2 separate regions of the Tachysurus vachellii genome follow, and region 2 is linked to region 1. Evidence: chromatin contacts called from public Hi-C data. All regions are on one chromosome and are shown on one strand. The core of a region is the stretch at or near the end of the contact, and the rest is flanking DNA. Distances in the headings are between cores, read along the strand shown.

Evidence for each region. A called contact is a pair of places that touch in the nucleus more often than the background predicts.
Region 2: a contact with region 1 is called in a Hi-C map of muscle, with 2.9 times the contacts expected there. The contact joins the promoter of cry2 here to the promoter of zgc:101566 in region 1. A contact is called at or near these places in 2 of 3 Hi-C or Micro-C datasets (blood and muscle).

The regions. Positions count from the first base shown.
Region 1 is chr13:5,020,580-5,028,193 of HZAU_Pvac_v1, reverse strand. zgc:101566 (Transmembrane protein 263-B-like) reads right to left here and starts at 4,790. Exons shown (of 3, transcript XM_060885174.1): 1 at 4,646-4,790; 2 at 2,626-2,737. The coding sequence starts at 4,651.
Region 2 is chr13:5,194,007-5,201,561 of HZAU_Pvac_v1, reverse strand. cry2 (cryptochrome circadian regulator 2) reads right to left here and starts at 6,098. Exons shown (of 12, transcript XM_060884820.1): 1 at 5,795-6,098; 2 at 4,638-4,746; 3 at 1,754-1,896; 4 at 120-304. The coding sequence starts at 5,952.

The DNA.
Region 1 (7,614 bases), core at 3,541-6,040:
GAATTTCAACTTCATTGCTTGACTCTTAATTTGATTCAATGCTTACGACTCAATTTGATTCAATGCTTACAACTCCCAATATGATTCAGACTTGAATTTCAACTTTAATGCTTGACTCTCAATTTGATTCAATGCTTACGACTCAATTTGATTCAATGCTTACAACTCCCAATATGATTTAGACTTGAATTTCAACTTTAATGCTTGACTCTCAATTTGATTCAATGCTTACAACTCAATTTGATTCAATGCTTACAACTCCCAATATGATTCAGACTTGAATTTCAACTTCATTGCTTGACTCTTAATTTGATTCAATGCTTACGACTCAATTTGATTCAATGCTTACAACTCCCAATATGATTCAGACTTGAATTTCAACTTTAATGCTTGACTCTTAATTTGATTCAATGCTTACAACTCCCAATATGATTCAGACTTGAATTTCAACTTCATTGCTTGACTCTTAATTTGATTCAATGCTTACGACTCAATTTGATTCAATGCTTACAACTCCCAATATGATTTAGACTTGAATTTCAACTTTAATGCTTGACTCTCAATTTGATTCAATGCTTACAACTCAATTTGATTCAATGCTTACAACTCCCAATATGATTCAGACTCGAATTTCAACTTCAGTGCTGCCTCTCAATTTGATTCAATGCTTACAACTCCCAATATGATTCAGACTTGAATTTCAACTTCATTGCTTGACTCTTAATTTGATTCAATGCTTACAACTCCCAATATGATTCAGACTTGAATTTCACCTTCAATGCTTATGAGTCACAATTTGATTCAATGCTTACAACTCAATCTGATTCAGACTTTAAACTGAAACTTCACTGCTTACGACTCAATTTGATTCAATGCTTGCAACTCACAATATGATTCAGACTTATATTTCAACTTCAGTGCTAATGACTCTGTATTTGATTCAATGCTCACAACTAACAATTTGATTCAGACTTAAATTTGAACTTCAGTGTTTACGACTCTCAATTTGATTCGATGCTTATCACTCAATTTGACTCAGACTTTAAATTGAACTACAGAGCTTACGACGCACAATTTGATTTGATGGGCTTTGATTTCAGGGCTTATAAATCACGAATCAAATTGGATTTCAATGCTTCAATGCGACAAAAACCACAAGTTGGACTTCCGAGCTCTCGAGACACAGCAGAAGTATATAGCTGGGATTCAGATGACTCATAAATGTGTTACGTCTGTCCAGTCGGATGATATGTTAATCAGAAGGGACGATTCGAATCAACATTTAAAAAAAAAAAAAAAAAAGCACCAAAATTAGAAAAACTACCAACCAATGCAAGGACAAACCTACAGGCTTGCTGAACTGGTGTGTAATGAAACAACACCCAACAGCATCAGCCTTGTGTATTCCAACGCTCCTATTTTCATTTATGAACAATTCCTCCATGGCGTATAGCTGTTGTTGTTTTTTTTAGAATAAAGCTGCAAGTGTTTCGGTGAAGTTTTGCTGCTCCGCAGCTCTCGGCGCTGATGTTGCCTTCACATGAGCTAATAAAGTAATGAAAAGGCTTTGAAGACCATGACTGGAATATATACAATAGTAATGAACCGAAAAATTCACAAAGGAATGCAGAGCTGCTTTTATTGCCTATTGCAAACACACAGTGCCATCTTGTGTGAGAAAATACTACTGCTACAAAATCTCCACATGAAGCTTTTTTCCTTTCAACAGCTTTGGAAATCTTTTAATCGATGCATTTGCACCGGAAGATGACAAAGGAAGATGCAGGAGATGCTTCTTTGTTCATTTTGTACACTGTCCTAGAGTTGTTATACCCTCAACGTAAGGAAACGTGTAGTCAGGTCTCCGACGGTTTACCGATCGTTTATTCCCCTTTAAGGGGGAAAAAATCCACCCTGAAAAAAAACTCATTCATTATAATTCAACATCTTTGGTTTCCTGCGTTACCCACAATGCCGCCTGACTACCTGCTATTATCATCAGTGTTATCAATAGAATGCTGAATGGTTTGATAAAAAATTAAAAAAGTATGAAAGGGCTCGGGGGGCACGGTGGCTTAGTGGTTAACACGTTCGTCTCACACCTCCGGGGTTGGGGGTTCGATTCCCACCTCTGCCTTTTGTGTGTGTGGAGTTTGCATGTTCTCCCCGTGCCTCTGGGGTTTCCTCCGGGTACTCCGGTTTCCTCCCCCAGTCCAAAGACATGCATGGTAGGTTGATTGGCATCTCTGGAAAATTGTCAGTAGTGTCTGAGTGTGTGAGTGAATGAGAGTGTGTGTGTGCCCTGCGATGGGTTGGCACTCCGTCCAGGGTGTATCCTGCCTTGATGCCCGATGACGCCTGAGATAGGCACAGGCTCCCCGTGACCCGAGGTAGTTCGGATAAGCGGTAGAAGATGAATGAATGAATGAAAGGGCTCAGCAGTGGTGGCTTTGTGATCCTTGGATTTGAACTCACAACCTTCCGACCTCAAGTCCAACATCTTAACCACTTCCGTGGATATGTAAGTTACCATCTATTTTGAAATTCTTTTCAGAGCTCTGAGCTGTAGAGATTGTGGAAAGTTTTAGGAAAAGAGAGAAGATTGGAAGATGGAAAGTGCCGTACCTTCTGGTGGATCTTCGCGCAGGTACGGTGGGAGGTCATCGCTGTTGGGATCGGCGGGTGATGTAGTGCTCTCGTCCATTACGTCCATCTCGCCGCTGTCTGTGCTCGGGCCCTGCAGGAGCATCGGTCACCATGACCAACAGTTCAGCCAAAATAACACAAAATGACACAGGCTTCCCCAAACACCAAAATGTCTACCAAGGGTCAAGGTTTTTTTTTTTTATATAAATATTATAAATTCAGGCTTTAATCTGGTGTTGACATTGATGCCCCAGTGACTTGAGAACTGACTGTGTATTGAACAGGTTCTATATCCTGACATGCTTCCTTTCAAAAACAGGAAGTGCTTGATCGATTAAGAACCTCAGCCAATGGCGTGTGAGATACACCAAGCCCCATGAATAGAAGCAGACTTATCAAACTAGTTAAATATGATCAACAGTTCAAGACTAACGTAGAGGATTTCTGTAGATGTTCTGTCCTAAATACAGAGATGCTGTGTAGTGTCGAACAGAAGCACCGCAGATGATGGGAGACTTATAACTTGTCTTGAGTGTTATGTTTAGAATTCATTTTTAACATTACACTACTAGGTCAAATAATACTATTCGCACGTAGTGAAACAAAACTGCGTCCTCAAGCAGGTCAAATTAGCTGTATTTCAGCAGTAAAAGACTCTTTTCTGAAAACATAACTCTCACATAACTGCCAACTTGCAAAAAATATGAAATAAACACATTCCTATCTATTTTTACTCCAGCATGGGAGTGTCGCAACAGAGAATACTGTGGGGAGAAACACAAAACATATCCAAAAACCAAACCACAGCAAAAAAAAATAAAAAAATCATTTGCTGTTAGTAAGCTGCTGCTGTAGAGCAAGAACCGCCGTGGGCGGGACATAGACGTTCATACGCATCCCGAGCATTCGATTAGTCGAAACCAGATCTGGTACAGGATGAGTCACTGTGATAATCGTATCGTTTTCCCGGATGTAAATGGCTATAAACTTAAAACTATTTGCCCACATATACTACAGTATGTATGCACCTACTGTATATAGAAAGTACCTTATTAACACAACAGCCACAACAAGGCTCACAAGTTATCATTAGATTAAGAACGAATAAACGTTTAGATACAGTAAGTCTTCAACTTAGTTACCGACTGAGGCTGAGATTTCTGTATGCAAAAATACATGTATGGTGGTTATAATTAAACTAGTGACAAAATAGTGTCAGTGTGTGTGCAAGACATCACTGTGTTCTGTAAGATCCTTCTTTTTATTAGAGACAAGAGCGCGTTAGACGTATCACACACACACACACACACACACACACACACACACAAACAAATGTGTCTGAACATGTCTTGGGCTGAAAGACTACACTTTAATAAAGTGTAGTGTAGTAAAGTGTAGTAAAGCATTATATTATTCAGTCTGGGTAACAAATAACAAACACAATTACTCATCAATGCTGATATCTCACATGTCAGAGACAAGAGCAGACAATATGGATATATATATATATATATATATATATATATATATATATATATATATATATATATAAATAAAATCTATGACAATATAAACATCATTAACTAGGAGTACATTTTGTGTATTATTATTGGGTGTATAGATCAGATCAGATCAGATCCCCTGGCTTTTAGAGATTATATCACAGCTTGTGTCCCAAATCCCTCCCTCCACCCTACAGTAGTGCACTACGTCTCACATAGTGTCAGTTATCCTTCCTAGTGCACTTCATTTCCAACAGGGCCGCAGTGTGAAGTGAACCCATTGTGTCAATATGGTAACACTATATCCCTGTGCATACAGCAAACAACACTGAACAAAAACATGCACGGATATTTTCTGTAAATATATATATATATATATACACTTTATGGCATTAAGTGAAAAGTATCAATGACACCTATATTTATATTTATATTTATATTTATTAGTGACGCAAAGCCTCGTAAATACGAGCAAAACAACTCAGACTGAGACTCACCTTCATAACTGAAGTCACTGGTAATAATAAGGAGCGTCTTTAACGTGTCTATAACACAATTATAACATAGAAATAACCAACTGCACAAAATAGTGCCTAAGACCTTCTAGCTATGTTTTGCAGCTGACTGTAACAGGAAGTGACGTGTAGGATGTTTACGGAATTATGAATTATAAAGATTCTTGTTTGTCGCTAGAGGGCACCAAAGTACCAACTACTGTTAAATATAAACGCTTTACTTTTCTCTTTTATTATTGTTTTTTTTTCTTTACAAATAAAATTTTATTATAATTAAATTTCAATTTATATATTTGTGTGTGTATGTGTATATATATATACACATACACACACACACACACATACACACACATATTGTATAAATTCGAAATGTATATATATATATATATATATATATATATATATATATATATATATATATATATATATATATATATATATATATATATACACACACACACATACACACACAAATATATATTTTTGATCAACATGATCGACTTCCTGGAGTTTGTTGCAGCTGTTCATCTGGTTTTGAGAGGAAACCTGAAGGATCGGCTCGAGGTGAAGAGCATTATTAAAGTAAGAGAACTGCTCTTTGCTTTAATATATTTTGAACACAATTAATTTAAGTCACTTTGAATAAAAGCATCTGGCAAATGAATCGGAGTAATGTGATGTCGTGGTGATTCATTCACGTACGCTTCTCAGATCATTTGGAAGCCGAAGAAGAAGAACACAGACATGATACCTGATGAAGAGTCTGACAGGGTATTTGAGCGTGTGGACCTTAATAAAGATGGTAAGTGGATGTGAGTTGTCAGTATGACAGATACTTAAACTCCATAACATGGTAACAATTAACATTACAATTAAACTATAAACTAGACGAAAGAATATTGACTGTATATAGAGACTTGATTATCTTGTAAAAGATAAAAGCAATTTTCTTTATAGAGTAGACTAATAGATAGTACACTATTTAATCTCTACCTCATGCTAAAAAACATCTTGTTTCTAGGTTGTTGTCAGGACTCATCCCGTCTGTTTATGTCACGTATCTGCCCCGCCTTTGTTTACTCCTCCCTGTTCCCTATGTATTAATCGTTATGTCTATTTAACCGGAATCATCGTCAGGGTGTTCGTCAGTGTAACGTCAGTGTATTGTGAATGTAACGTTATTGTTTTGTACTGTATAGTTTTCGTCTGTGTTCCTGTTTTATGTCTTATTATTTATTAAACCCTACTCATTTGAGGCTATCCTGCGCATGGGTCTGTCTTCCTCCTCCTGATGTGACAGAATGATTCCGCGCAAACTCGGACGTTGCTCCATTTCTGGTTCCGTCCGAGGAGGACGTTGCCTCACTTCATCCGCGGGGGGGTGTTGCAGGCCCTGCAGTGGTGGACGTCGCTCGGCCTTCAGCTTGGCGGTGGACGTCGCTCGGCCCTTCAGCTCAGTGATGGACGTCGCTCTGCCTTCAGCTTGGCGGTGGACGTCGCTTGGCCCTTCAGCTCGGTGGTTGACTTGCTCGGCCCTTCAGCACGTCGGTGGGTGTCGCTCCCCCAGGTGCCTCTATGTGTGCCTTGCTCCCCCACCTGCCTCGCCATGTGCCTTGCTCCCCCAGCTGCCTCGCCATGTGCCTTGCTCCCCCACCTGCCTCGCCGTGTGCCTTGCTCCCCCACCTGCCTCGCCATGTGCCTTGCTCCCCCACCTGCCTTGCCGTGTGCCTTGCTCACCCCACCTGCCTCGCCGTGTGAATTGCTCACCCCATCTGCCTTGCCGTGTTCCTTGCTCCCCCCTCCTAGACCTCGTCGGGATTGTCATTAAGACAGGTTTGGTGCTTCGGGAGCCGCGCCTCGAGGGGGAGTACTGTCAGGACATGTGTGTCTGTTAATGTCACGTGTCTGCCCCGCCTTTGTTTACTCCATCTCTACACACCTGTTCCCTATGTATTAATTGTTATGTCTATTTATCCGTGCCGCGTTGCCAATGGCAGCGCGGAATCATCGTAAGTGTGTTCGTCAGTGTATCCTCGTCCTTTATCCTGTTTAGTTTTCGTCTGTTATTCCTGTTTTATGTATTATTATTTATTAAACCCTATCATTTGAAGCTATCCTGTATCTGGGTTTGTCTCCCTCCTCCTGGTGTGACAGTTGTACTGTTTTTTTATACATAAATAGTTTTAGAAATAAAACATTTTTATACATAAACATATACATATGCTTAGTAATATATTTACATGCTTTAAGCGTTTTTTCTGGATACTCCATTTTCCTCCCTCAGTCTAAATACATGCACTTAAGGATGATTGGGATGTCAAACCCTCTGTGAATGAGTGTATGAGTGTGTGTGAGGTTGGAACATCATCCACGGTGTCCTTCACCTTGTTCCATAAGTCTCCTGGAATAGACTCCAGGTTCCTGGGACCTTGTGCAGGATAAGTGCTGTAGCTACAGAAAATGGATGGATGGATGGATGGATGGATGGATAGGAGAGGCTCAGGGCAGCCTGAATAATGTTCCAACTCGACACACACTCATTTATCCATCCATTCATCCATTTTCATACACAAGGTCAAAGAGACACGTCCATATATTATGTCCTTCGCTTCAGCTACAGCCCCACACGAATCATGGAATAATTTCATTACATTTCTTGGTATAGATTTTCAAAGCGACAGTAACAGTGAAAATAAATAAATTAATTCTGAAGATTCTATATTTCTCATATGCACAATTCAGGTAATCTATATGTAGAGATAATGGCAGGAAAATAGTGCACCCCAGGACAGGCATCTCTGCACCAGCAAAAAAAAAAAAAGAAACTGATATTGGACACACACACACACACACACACACACACACACACACACACACACACACTCACATATATATAGAGCTTTAAATGCAGAACTGTTCACAAATGATTCTGCAGCAACGGCTCCTAATGA
Region 2 (7,555 bases), core at 4,849-7,348, 170 kb before region 1:
AGGAGGTTTTGTTTGTCTTGTTGCTAATGGCTTTAAAATTTCCATCATCGAATGAACAATGAACAAACTGCATACATTATTTGGGTTAAAGCAAGAAGCATGTGTAAAGGAGGCCTTACCCAGCTCCTCCAGCGAGGGAACGCCGTAATGCCTGTCGTGGTTTTCTGAGACCTGCATGCTGCAGTTGGCCATCTGCTCTGGCGTGATGGTGGGCAGCGGCTTCTTGGGCAGCTCGAGGCGGCTCACGATGGCCTGAAAGCGCTTGAAAGTGAGCGGCGGGTTGTTGTTGTTCATCTCTATGATCCTGAATGGAATGATCAGAGAATGTTGGATTAATTAGACACAAGTGTCTCCGTGAAATGAACCGAATGAACGAATGTTTGTAGTTGCATTTGTTCGGAAACTCTCCGACCAACCACAGATCATTCCAGCAACTTTTTAGGGATGTTTTCCAAATGTATCTAATGAGCTAAAAGTCTACAAAATGATAGATTTTTAGAAAAAAAAAAAAAAACAACAACAAAAAAAAAAACCCATTAGCCAGTAGGATGGAGTTTGTGTTTAAACATTAACCTAATTGTGGTTTAAATATTATCGTTATAGATTAAAGGCAGTTATTTCAATGCTCTACAAAGATATAGACTTAGATATAGAACAATAAAATAAATGAAATAAAACGTAAAATAAAAGGCTGCTTTCTGTCCCTTTAGAATGCAGTAAAAAGATTTGGTTCTTAATTTGTCTGAATAATTAGGAGTCAGGATTTTAGTAGCAAGTGTGACTTGTGATACAGTAAGTACAGACGTTTTTGCCGTTCCCAGTTTACATAAGACTGAACTGGTCACTGCATGTGGCTCGTCACATCAGTTGACAGATCCTGCGTCTCCCTGACTTATAGCTCCCACAAACCCAAAGGCTACTTTCTTTCTTTATTTTTAGGCCTGATCTTATGCAACAGCCCTCTCTGGTCCATCGTATAATTTCCTTTGTGTGGTTTGGAGTCAGGAGGCTGCCGCATGTGTGTGTGTGTGTGTGTGTGTGGTACGAGGCGCTTGCATGCAGCTGGAGCATGTGCACAGTACGTACACGGCTTTTCGGTGCTGCTTGTCATTCTGTCTCCACGCTGTGACCGAGAGCCTGTCACTCAGCACTGCACATGGTGCTCAGTGTGACCTGCAGTTACACTTTTCCACCAACAGAGGAGGCAGAGCGTCGGACACTGTGCTCTGGCTCTCTGGCTCCGAGCTGGTCCGCATGCACGGCACGTATTAAAACACACCAATCCCGTTTATATAAGAGTGATGGCTCGCAGTCAGGCATGCTGGCACTCTTTAGGACTTTTTCCTTTCACCGGGAGAGTCTCGACACACTACAGTTATACAATCTGACAGATTGGTATTTGTTATTCTTGTCCTAGCTGGCTTTACACCGTGTCTCAGTTTACCAAGTGCTTCACATCTAGTTGTCGGTGATTTGCCTTCACTGAAAACATGTCAATATCCCACTTACTGTATGGAGACGTTCACATTCACAGGCCAAATCATGTGGACTATGGAGATCTCAGTGTATATAAATAATAAGGCAATGTCGACAACAGCATTTCGGAAAAAAAAAAATATTACGTCCACATGCTTATTTTCTCTGTCGATATTTACACCACATAGTGTAGGATGTCCATTCTGTGTGAAAGAAGAACGGCATACCGAACGAGTGTTATGCAACGAACGTTTCCGTTGTAAGTATTGTTACACACCTGTCCGGGTTGTAGAGTGTGTGTGAGTGCCTCACGATCGTCTCCACGCCGAACTCCTGGGCCATTTTAATGATGGCTCCATCCCGGTCCTTACCGTAAGGCTCAGAGTCATACTCAAACGTCAGACGAGTCACGTTCCACTCCTGAGAGAGAGAGAGAGAGAGAGAGAGAGAGAGAGAGAGCACAAGTAAGAGAGAGAGAAAGAGAGAAAGAAAGAGAAAAAGAGAGAGAGAGCGCAAGAGAAAGAGAGAGCACAAGAGAAAGAGAGGGAGAGCAAGTAAGAGAGAGAAAGAAAGAGAAAAAGAGAGAGAGAAAGAAAGAGAAAAAGGGTGAGAGGAAGAAAAAGAGGGAGAGAGCCAGAGAGAGAGAGAGAGAGAGAGAGAGAGAGAGAGAGAGAGAGAGAGAGAGAGAGAGAGAGAGAGAGAGAGAAAGAATAGAGCAAGAGAGAGAGAGAGAGAGAGAGAGAGAGAGAGAGAGAGAGAGAGAGAGAGCACAAGTAAGAGAGAGAAAGAAAGAGAAAAAGAGGGAGAGCAAGTAAGAGAGAGAAAGAGAGAGAAAAAGAGAGAGAGAAAGAAAGAGAAAAAGAGTGAGAGGAAGAAAAAGAGGGAGAGAGAGAGAGAGAGAGAGAGAGAGAGAGAGCACAAGTAAGAGAGAGAAAGAAAGAGAAAAAGAGGGAGAGCAAGTAAGAGAGAGAAAGAGAGAGAAAAAGAGAGAGAGAAAGAAAGAGAAAAAGAGTGAGAGGAAGAAAAAGAGGGAGAGAGCCAGAGAGAGAGAGAGAGAGAGAGAGAGAGAGAGAGAGAGAGCACAAGTAAGAGAGAGAAAGAAAGAGAAAAAGAGGGAGAGCAAGTAAGAGAGAGAAAGAGAGAGAAAAAGAGAGAGAGAAAGAAAGAGAAAAAGAGTGAGAGGAAGAAAAAGAGGGAGAGAGCCAGAGAGAGAGAGAGAGAGAGAGAGAGAGAGAGAGAGAGAGAGAGAGAGAGAAAGAATAGAGCAAGAGAGAGAGAGAGAGAGAGAGAGAGAGAGAGAGAGAGAGAAAGAAAGAATAGAGCAAGAGAGAGAAAGAATAGAGCGAGAGAGAGAGAGAGAGAGAGAGAGAGAGAGAGAGAAAGAATAGAGCGAGAGCGAGAGAGCGAGAGAGCGAGATCTCGTTAAGATGAAGACAACTATTGGTTTAGTATAACATGTCTTGACACTAGTAGGACAATTAAAACAATTAAGCAACTTAAAGTTCCTTCATGTATTAATTGGTAGCAAACAAACCATTCTTTATACTTCAGTATGCCTGAATTCTCAAATCTGATTGGTCACTGAATTGGTACAGTTTGATACATGGCAGTGCGAGAAAGAGAAAACAGGGGCTTTGCTCTTATATAAAAAGATTCAGTAACATGGTGGTTTGATGTACCCGGGTCTCTACCAATGTAGGCATGACTGAGAGCAACTTAAACTCCACTGACATGCATGGAATATAATAATCACATGTAATCATCATAAACACTGATTATTATTAGCTAAACTAGTAAAGCATCAGTTTTCCTGGTCTTCTCCTTGGACATGTTCCAATTTCTTGTTAACCTAAAATGCTTCATTTCTTTATCTCATTAGCTTTTTAGATTATTTAACCATTTTGTGCATATAACCACTGGCACAAGTTATAATCATTACACTCAGAGAATCTTCATCCAACTTTTACACTTCATAGCAAATAAACAAAATCACAGACATGTTTTTGTTTAACAGCTTGACTTTGGCTATTATTATTCTGGCTTCGTGAAAGATCTTAATACCTTGAACAAATTTGATTATTTTAATTACCACCATATTTTTTCCAGATAAAGAAAAGGAAAAAAAAAATGATGGTAACTTGCATTTCTAAAAACACAAATTAGTCTGCAGTTGAAAGAAAGTGCCTACAGACATAACAAGAGGGTGATCAACTGAATCAATGGAAAAAATCCCTCATGAAGGAAATCCAGCACAGAGGAAGGCTGAATGATACCAGAATGTCCAGGTAGTAAACAAAAAAAATGTCTCATATCTGTGGTTTGTTTATTTGCTGCTATGAAGCTCTAATGACTTTGTGGTCCTTTGTTACAGCCAGGAGTTAAACTAAAGAAACCTAAACCTACTTCTCCGCTACGACTACAAACAAATAGGCCTGATATAAAATCTGCGTCTCCTGATCCGCCGGACCCAAACATGCTACTGATAACAAAGCACAGAATATCAATCTGTGTGTCAATCTTTATGTCACCCAAATGAGAAAGAGGTTCCCTTCTGAATCTGGTTCCACTCAAGGTTTCTTCCCTTATATCCTCTCAGGGAGCTTTTCCTTGATGTCGTCGCCTCCGACTCGATCATTTTGGATAGGTGTCATAGTTATATAGTAACTTAAATTTAAACTTTAATTTTTTTTTATTTTATTATGTTTCTGTGCTTCGGTAAAGCTGCTTTGAGACAATCTGAATTGTTTAAAAGCGCTATACAAATAAATTAAATAGAATCAAAAAGAGTCTGAGCGAACGCACATACTGTACAACAATAAAACTGAAAGGCCACAACACAGAATTTCATACAGGCAAAAGGTACAAAATTTATGAACAAAAAAGTATGAACGGAAAACAGCTCAAAGGCAGATTTATTTTTCGATACACCAAAACTTATTCCATAGTTTTTTTTAAGGATGGCGTCATCACACATGCAACAGACAGGAAACTGCAATTTTTTTTTAATGCATTTTTAATTGTTTGATAACAGAACAACAAAAAAATGTTTATGTTTTCGGGACAGACTCTTACACCAACACAACCCTGATCAGGATAAATATGTTATTAAAAATGCATGAGAAGTTACAATAAGGATGGAGAGAGACAAAAAACAAACACACCTTGAACAGTCTGGGAAACACATCCGCGGGCTGCCCTCGCACCACAAACAGCCTCGAATTTAATTTCCTTAAACTCGTATCCAGATCTTCTAATGACTCCAACAGAAACCTGTAGAGTTTATAAACAACATGGATTAAAAATATGTTTAAAAAATACATCAGGTGTATTGTTATAATCAGTGATGATCTGGTGCAGCCTCATGTATAATAATAATAAAAATAATAATAACACTCTGAAATTTATTATTTTATAAACATGTCCACACAGGATACTTTACAATTATTATTTTTTAATTAAAAAACAAACAAACAAACAAAATTAATTTATGCAATACAAAACAAAACGCATTGAAACGATGCAGTGATTCGCCTCGCAGCCGGAACTACTTTCAGAGCTGCCATAAAAAAACGAATCAGTATTTTTTGACAGCGTTGTGTTTAATAAAATAAAAGAAACACCACCGATCAGGTTAAGACGCAAAGCTATAAAGTTATAATCGTCACTTGTGTGTTCTCAGTAGTCAGAGTGAGGCTAAAACGCCGACATTAAACAAGTAGTTCTTGTAATAAACAGCATGACTACCCGACACGTGTGGTCGTGTTCCAAAAACATCCTTTGTAGTGCGCGAGGGTTTACACATCCGGGCACTTCTGAGTGTGGCATGAACCTGAAGAATTGGCTCACGTCAAGCGCACTTTTGTAAAAAAAAAAAAAAAAAAACAGTACGCGATTTGAGACACGACCAAACGTTGTTGTTATATTGTTATGCTAGTGTCCTAACCGGTTAGTGACGCATGTTGACTTATTTACTTCGTCTTTTTGGTAAATCAATAAATTTAGGCTATATATAAATATATATTATATTATATTTATATTTAATTGGTTGCTGTGGTTTTGTTTTAATACAAATGATTTAAATTAATAAATTATCAGAAATAAAATTTACATTTTTACCTAACCGTTTTTTTAAGACTATATGCGTGATTTCTTCTTATTAATACAGCAAACGGAGCATGAAACACAATATTATAACACAATCTTTTCGAAAAGAGTTAATGATTCGTTATAGTTTAGAAGACTGACTGCAGGTGTGTGTTAGCTGTTAGCCGTTAGCTGCTGAGGGAAGCTTGTGTGTGTAACAGATAAATCAGCTCACCTCCAGCGGTTGACACCGACGTTTGCAGCTCCAGCGAACCACGGATCCAAAACATAAACACAGCGCGCGGTGTCCGCGCCATTTAACGCCTCCTGTAACGCGGGATTATCATGAAGTCGGAGCCCTTTTCGGAACCAGTGCACCGAATTCACCACCATGATCACAAGCTTAATCCATCCGAGCACAAAAACAATCGTTTCGAATATGATCACCAGTCAATAATTGACACTTTCTCCAAACCGCTCGCTTCTGTGTGCCTGTGCAGTTTTCATGAAGTTCCAGCTCACGTTTTGGTTCAATCCCAAACGCCGTCCTGATCCCTATCCTAGTGCACTTCGGTGCAGGCAACGGAATAACGGCTTCGCCTTGTGCGTAGGTACCTCGGTTATCCAATAGGATGCGGTTTGGGATACGGCCGATAACTCGGGCTGCTGACGTAACACGGCTTGCCCACTTTCTCCGCGCTCTCATTGGTCGGTAAAGCAGCACGTGCGCAGAATATTCAAATAAGACGGTGAGCACGTTAAGGGATGCAGACTTTGGACGCTCCGCACGTGTCAGCTTCACGTTCCTGTAGTGTTCTTGTAAATAACTGTTTAACTTCTAAAATAAAACCCCGCATTGCCATAATGCTTCAGATGATAAAACCGAACTTTGTTTATGAATAATATGTATTTGTGTGTTTTTTTTTATTTTAGATCAATCAATCAATCATTCAACTAACCAATCAATCAATCAACTAACCAATCAATCAATCAACTAACCAATCAATCAATCAATCATTCAACTAACCAATCAACCAATCATTCAACTAACCAATCAATCAACCAATCAACTAACCAATCAATCAATCAATTATTCAACTAACTAATCAATCAATCAGTCAACCAACCAATCAATCAAAATCAAATCAAATTTTATTTGTCACATACACATACATACAGAGTACGACATGCAGTGAAATGCTTTTTACTTCTGTCTGGTATTCAAGCATAAAAAGGAATGGAATTAAGGATAAAAATAAAACCAAAAGGAGGTAGATAAATAAAAAGTATAAACTATATAAAACATGAAAAATATATGTATATACATAAATGCGTATGGTTTTAATGATTGTCCTTAAAGTGTCCATGTGCAGTATGGTATGCATAAAGTGTCATAGTGCAAAAACAGGTTGTGCAGAAAAACAGTGATCTCGCTGTGGATGGTACGTTCAGCTGACTGCATCACCCTCTGTAGGGCTCGCCTATCCTGCATGGTGCTGTTCCGGAACCAGGAGGTGATGCTCCCCGTCAGGACGCTCTCAATGGTGCAGGTGTAGAAAGTCTTTAGCACCTGAGGGTAGTTTAAAGTCCCTTAAGCGTCTCAGATAGTACAGGCACTGCCAGGCCTTCTTCACCAGGGTGTTAATGTGACAGGACCAAGACAGGTCCTGTGTGATGTGAACACTTAGGTACCGGAAACTGTCCACTCTCTCCACTGCGGATGTTTAGTGGTTGGTATGACCGCTTCTGCTTTGTGCTCAAGTCCACTGTCAACTTCTTAGTCTTGCTGATGTTCAGGAGAAGATTGTTCTCCTGGCACCATCTCTCCAGGTTTTTAGTCTCCTGTAGGTAGGCCGTCTCGTTGTTGTTGGAGATCAGGCCCACCACAACAGTGTCGTCAACAAACCTGATGATGGTGGTGGAGTTGGAAGTGGCCACACAGTCATATGTGTACAGTGAGTACAGCAGGGGGCTCAGAACACAACCCTGGGGAGCT